Regions from separate parts of the Sus scrofa genome. Here region 1 is linked to region 2. Evidence: chromatin contacts called from public Hi-C data. All regions are on one chromosome and are shown on one strand. The core of a region is the stretch at or near the end of the contact, and the rest is flanking DNA. Distances in the headings are between cores, read along the strand shown.

What was found. Hi-C and Micro-C count contacts between places; a contact is called where the count stands out from the background.
Region 1: a Hi-C map of liver shows a contact between it and region 2, with 5 times the contacts expected there. The contact joins the promoter of ALG6 here to the promoter of EFCAB7 in region 2. A contact is called at or near these places in 1 of 5 promoter capture datasets (liver), 3 of 47 Hi-C or Micro-C datasets (heart right ventricle, liver and psoas muscle) and 1 of 2 datasets of contacts at active chromatin or transcription factors (alveolar macrophages).

What each region holds. Positions count from the first base shown.
Region 1 is chr6:149,111,320-149,114,206 of Sscrofa11.1, forward strand. It overlaps ALG6 (dolichyl pyrophosphate Man9GlcNAc2 alpha-1,3-glucosyltransferase), which reads right to left and starts at 1,387. Exons shown (of 18, transcript XR_002345161.1): 1 at 1,253-1,387.
Region 2 is chr6:148,996,536-148,999,345 of Sscrofa11.1, forward strand. EFCAB7 (EF-hand calcium-binding domain-containing protein 7) reads right to left here and starts at 1,255. Exons shown (of 14, transcript XM_013988883.2): 1 at 32-1,255. The coding sequence starts at 46.

The DNA.
Region 1 (2,887 bases), core at 137-2,636, 110 kb after region 2:
GATGTGGGTTTGATCCCTGCCTGGCCTAGCTCAATGGGTTAAGGATCTGGCATTGCCCTGGGGTAGGCCACAGACACCACTAGGATCCTGAGTGGCTGTGGCTGTGGTGTAGGCTGGAAGCTGCAGCTCCAATTGGACCCCTAGCCTGGAAACTTCCATATGCCCTAAAAAGCCAAAGAAAAAAAACCAAAACAAAAACCAACAACCAGCTAGACACTAAAGAACATATTATATGGTTCCATTTACAAAAGGCTCATAAATAGACAAAACTAATCTATGGTGTTAGAAATCAAGAAAGAGATAAACTTTGGGGAAGATACGGGATGATGATTGGGAGTGTTCTCCAGAAAGGTCTTCGGAGAAGATGCGTGAATTTTGGCTCCTGATTTGAACGGTGGTTAAAAGATGTGTTTACTCAATAATACATCGACTATTTAGAACTTATGATTTGTGTACTGTATCTTCTTGTATACTGTATCTTCTTGTATATATGTTAAATTCCAAAAGGAAAAGTATAAAGGAAATTACATTTATTTGTCAACTGGAATATAAGCTCCAGGTAAGCAGGGATCCTCCTATCTTAGTCGTTGCAGGGGCTTAGAACAAAGTTGGCAGAAAGCAGGTACCCAAAAATACATGCTGAATGGAAATCTTCGTGAGTCCTTTGTGGTTAAAGATACTATTGAGGCTTTTAGGCAATCTCCTATCCTTGAACCGTAAAAAGGGTACTTTATTACGTTTCCCTTATGTAAAGCAAAATACTTTTTTTTTTAAACTTCCTAACCCATTCTCGAACCACGGAATTGCCACGCAGGCGACAGAAGAGTTTTCAGTCCTACTTTGCCCCGAGGGGGAGTCCAGACAGAAAAGTCGGCCGTCCACCTCCCAGGGCCGAATTTGTTCCTTTTAGTCTGAAAGGTCCTTCCCTCAGGGTGGACACCACACCCAGGGAGTGCAGCTACTCCAGGGGAGCAGGTGTCGCCAAAGGGACCCTTCCGGATGGCGCTCTCCCCTTCCCCGGCGGGCCCCACCCTCAGGGACCCTAGGAACGAGGCTGCCAAGCCGCTCCAGTCCAGGGTCGCACCACCGTCACCACGTCCCTCACCTGACCCCCATGCGAGCCTGCGGGCTGGGCTGGGGAGGCCTAGCGCGCCGTTCTCTGAGTGGAATGGGGCCAATAATCCGCTGGCCAGCCCCCAGACCCTCCGAACCTCGACCCGGCGCTCCAGAGCCCCAAGAACCGACCTCTTACCCTGCAGAGCGCTGAACCTGGGAATTCGCGCCGCAGCGGGTGGGAAGGCGCCTGCGCGCTCGCCCCCGCGGCGGAGTGCCCTGTTGGCCTTCCTTCTGCGTCCGCGTGCTCGCGCGCCGCCCGCGCGCCCGCCGCGGGAGCGAGCCCGTCGAGCGTGAGGGGAGGGGCGGGGAAAAGGCGTGGTGAGGAAGTAGGCAGCTTCGGAGGCGGTACTGCAGCGGCTGGAACCCGAGAGGCCTGGCGGCCCGGGTGAGGCTTGGGGCAGGTGGAAAGCCCCTTGCTCTTCTTTCCTGGGATCGCGGCCAAGGCCGGAGCGGCTGCTTAGTCCACGGATTCCTGTCAGGGGCGCGTCTTGGCTCGCTTCATAGAGTGGACAGCCCTTGGCTAGTCCGCACCAATGAGTGGGAGATCGTCCTCTGGGCCAGTGCCCTCGAGGTGCCAGAAAGCCAACCTGCTTCACTATCTTCAAGCTACATGCCTGCGAAGAAGGTATTAAGCTGAGAAGTCGCTTCATAAGAGAAATGGTATTGAACGTCCAAGCATTCTCCGGAGCCTGTAAGTGATGCAGAAGAACAGCCCTGCCTGCTCTCCAGTGCATCACACGTTCTGCATCAGGCAGCTTGAATCACCTGTCCCCAAACTTGCAGGTAATAACCGCATTCCCGGAAGTTCCCATGTGGAACAGCGGGTTAAGGATCTGGCGTTTCCACAGCTATGGCGCAGGTCCTAACTGCTGCACAGGTTTGATCCCTGGCCTGGGAACTTCTACATGCCACGAGTGCGGCCAAAAACAAAACAAAACAAACAAAAACACCACATTCCCTTCTAGTGAGAGAATGCCCTAACCTCCCCTCCCCCTTCTGAATCCTGTATAAATCAATCCCTCTAATTTATAATTCATAGATATCAGCAAATGTTTGGCCATGACTATGGCTTTATTCTAAGTGGATCTGAACAACTCTCTGGATCTTGGTTTCTTCATCTGTGAAATGAATGAGTGGGCTAGGTAAACTTCCAAATCTAAAATTTTATACTACGCTGGCCCTGGAAATATGGAAAACTATGGCCAAGCCCCTGTTCTCAACAGATTTCATTCTCATTGGAAAGACATTTTCATGGAGAAAAGGATAGAACGAAACAGATGCTGAACGTCAGATTACTGGTATATGCACTAAGTCCTGTAGGAGTTCAAAGAAGAGGGTTCACTGTAAACCAAAAACTATCAGGAAATGCTTTCCCTGGAGAAATCACATGAGCTTTGAAGGAAAGCCTGGCTTACATAAGCCAGGAAAATGGGAGTAGGACTGCAGACAAAGGAAGTGTTTCAAGCCAGAGTTGTGGCAGTTGGAAAGTGCTAAACATTTCCTCTAGTTTAGATGGTGGGTGAAGAAGCTGGAAAGGACTAATTGTGGAGAGTTTGGAATACCAGGTTGTGGTGTTCAGAATTTATTCAGTGATCACTAAGAGGCCATTGAATGACTTAGTGCATAATGACTTTTAGCAAGTGTACAGTAAAGTGTTAGAAAATTTAAATAGTGGTAATGGATAAGATAAATCAGAGGGAGAGGCAGAAATCATTATGGTAGTCCATGCATGGGCCTGGACTGAGATGGCAATAGTGGGACTGGAAAGGAA
Region 2 (2,810 bases), core at 5-2,504:
TCACAAACGAGGAAACGCAGCCACTTCTCACCAACTCCGCGATCATCTCACCGCAGCAAAAAGGTTCTCTGCTGTCCTTTAATTACCATGGCAACTGCGCCTCTCTGCCACCGGAAACAAGATCCGGGGCACCTCCCAAAACAGTCCGGCTAGAAATCAAGGGACCGTTACTCCAGAGGGAACAGAGGTGGCTCTGTCTCTCTTCCTTAGGGGGCCGTTTTGGTCAGGTCGTGAGAGAGGGTACTGCGTTGCCCTGGCAGGGACCAGGTGTGGTCCTACCCGAAGACTCTTCTCGCCGCTTCCCGGCATACCCTGGGACCTCTTGTCGCAGGGAGACCGTTTCCGGCAGGCGGCATTGAGTGTGGCACAGGGTCGAGCTCCGGTCCGCTGCCGCTTTTCGGACTTCGGCGTTTCCTGTGTGCTTTCCGAGGAGATTGCTGGGCTGTTTAACCCAGCAGCGGGGGTGCGTCCCTGAATGTCAGAATGCCTTAGGTATCTCCTCCCCAGATGTCGCTGTGTGTTGGGCCTCTCAGTGGGCAAGAAGAGTAGATATTACGTGGCCCATTGACCTTTTCCCTGCTTTGGGGAGTGTAAATTTTCCTGCCGACAGTTCCTCGTCTTTTCGTTCCCCGAACCCACCTGTGTTTCTCTTCCAGCCATACTTATCCGGACTATTTGTCGACTTTAATTCTGATTTTCCAAGGCTTTTGACAGATTTTATATGCTGTGAGCTATACTTGGTGACGTATTGCTTGAAGTGATTCCAAAAATGGTTGACATAACGAGAATAAGACAGTAGATTGAAACACGCCGGATGATTTAATAAAGCACTTAAATGCCGGAATTCCCGTCGTGGCCCAGCGGAAGCAAATCCAACTAGGAACCATGAGGTTTGGGGTTCGACCCCTGGCCTTGCTCAGTGGGTTAAGGAACCGGCGTTGCTCTGGCTGTGGTGTAATCCAGAGGCTACAGCTGCGATTAGACCCCTAGCCTGGGAACCTCCATATGGCTCCAGTGCGGCCCTGAAAAGACCAAAAAAAAAAAAAGCACTTAAATGCCTTGATTGGTGTGGTGAGTTCATGTAAACTTGTGGCAGAACTCAAGGACTGAGTCCCAAGAGACCAGAATTCCAGCTCTCAACTGAAGAAGCTAAACAATTCTGGAAAAAGCTGTCCAATGTTGGACAAGTCACTTGTCATTTCCAGGCTTCAGTTTTCTTGCTTATCACTCCCCTATTGAAACTCTTTCTTTCTTTTCTTTCTTTCCTTTTTTTTTTTTTTTTTTTTTTTTTGAAGGTTGAAGGTCAGTAAAGAACTTTTTCTTTGGAGTGGAGGCGGATAATATATAACACATAAGATTCTCTGGCTGCCTTTTGTCACCAGGGTCGTTTAGGAACCTGCGCCTGTGCACTTTCAGAATAACTTATTTCTCTGTTATTTTCAGGTTTGGGTAAATACCAAGTAACAAAGGGTGGAGGGAAAGACATCTCTATCAAACAGGGCTTGACATGGAAGTGGAAATATTTGCAGAAATAATAACCTATCTATTTAATATTAAATTATGATTTGGTTAAGATGTTTAGCACGTTACCTACATTTTCTCATTGAATCCTAAAAACAGACCTTGGAAGGTAGGAGCTCCTGTTACCTCCTTAGAAGGTTGGTGCTCCTCTACTTTCCAGATGAGGAAACTCAGCATCTAATAAAATATCCTACACACAGGTATCAATAAATACATGTTTCATGAGTTCCCTTTGTGGCTCAGTGGTAATAAATCTGACTAGTAACCATGAGGATTTAGATTCAATCCCTGGCCTCATTCAGTGGGTTAAGGATCCAGAGTTGCCTGTGAGCTGTGGTGTAGACTGCAGGCACAGCTCAGATGTGGCATAGGCAGGCAGATCCTATCCTGTCGAGTAGGCTGGCAACTGCAGCTCCAATTCAACCCCTAGCCTGGGAACTTCCATATGCTGTGAGTACAGCCCTAAAAGGAAAAAAAAAAAAGGTGTTTCACTTATACCTTTAAAAGTTATGGATTATTGGAGTTCCTATTGTGGCTCAGCAGAATGAATCTGATTAGCATCCTTGAGGACGCAGGTTCAATCCCTGGCCTTGCTCAGTGGACTAAGGATCCGGTATTGTCCTGAGCTGTGGTGTAGGTGGCAGACACCGCTCAGATCCTGCGTTGCTGTGGCTGTGGTAGAGGCTGGCAACTGCAGCTCCAATTCGACCCCTAGCCTGGGAACCTCCATATGCTGTGGGTGTGGCACTAAAAAGAAAAAAAAAAAAAAGGAAAAAGTTACGGATTCTTGAAGCGGTTTTCCTTTTCCCAGAATTAAGCAAAAAGACTTGTCTCCCTCCTTTTGCACTAGAAAAATAACCTAGTTAGCTCTTATACAAAGCTGCAAGGATAATGTATCAAAAATCCCTGCCAAATAGGAATATGATGAAATTGGTGTGTGTTTGCTTAAAAGTAGTGATATTTCCTGAACTACGCTGCTGTTCTGCTATACATTGTAAAGAACTAAAAAAATAAATAAAATAAAAAACCTTAAATGTGGACGTTTTAGACAGCTATTTTCTTAACATATTAACAGGTACACGTTACATTAGGAGAGTCTGCGGTAACTATATTCTGACAATAAATACATGACCTTAAAGTTGAGGTTAACATCTTAAATATATAGCAGCTTTGATCAGTGTATTTTGGCAAAGTGATTTAAGACCAAATTAATGGCTAGGTAATGCCAAAGTATTTCAGCAGAGCATCTCCACAACTGTTGGTAAACATTTATTTTTCAATGTGGTTAA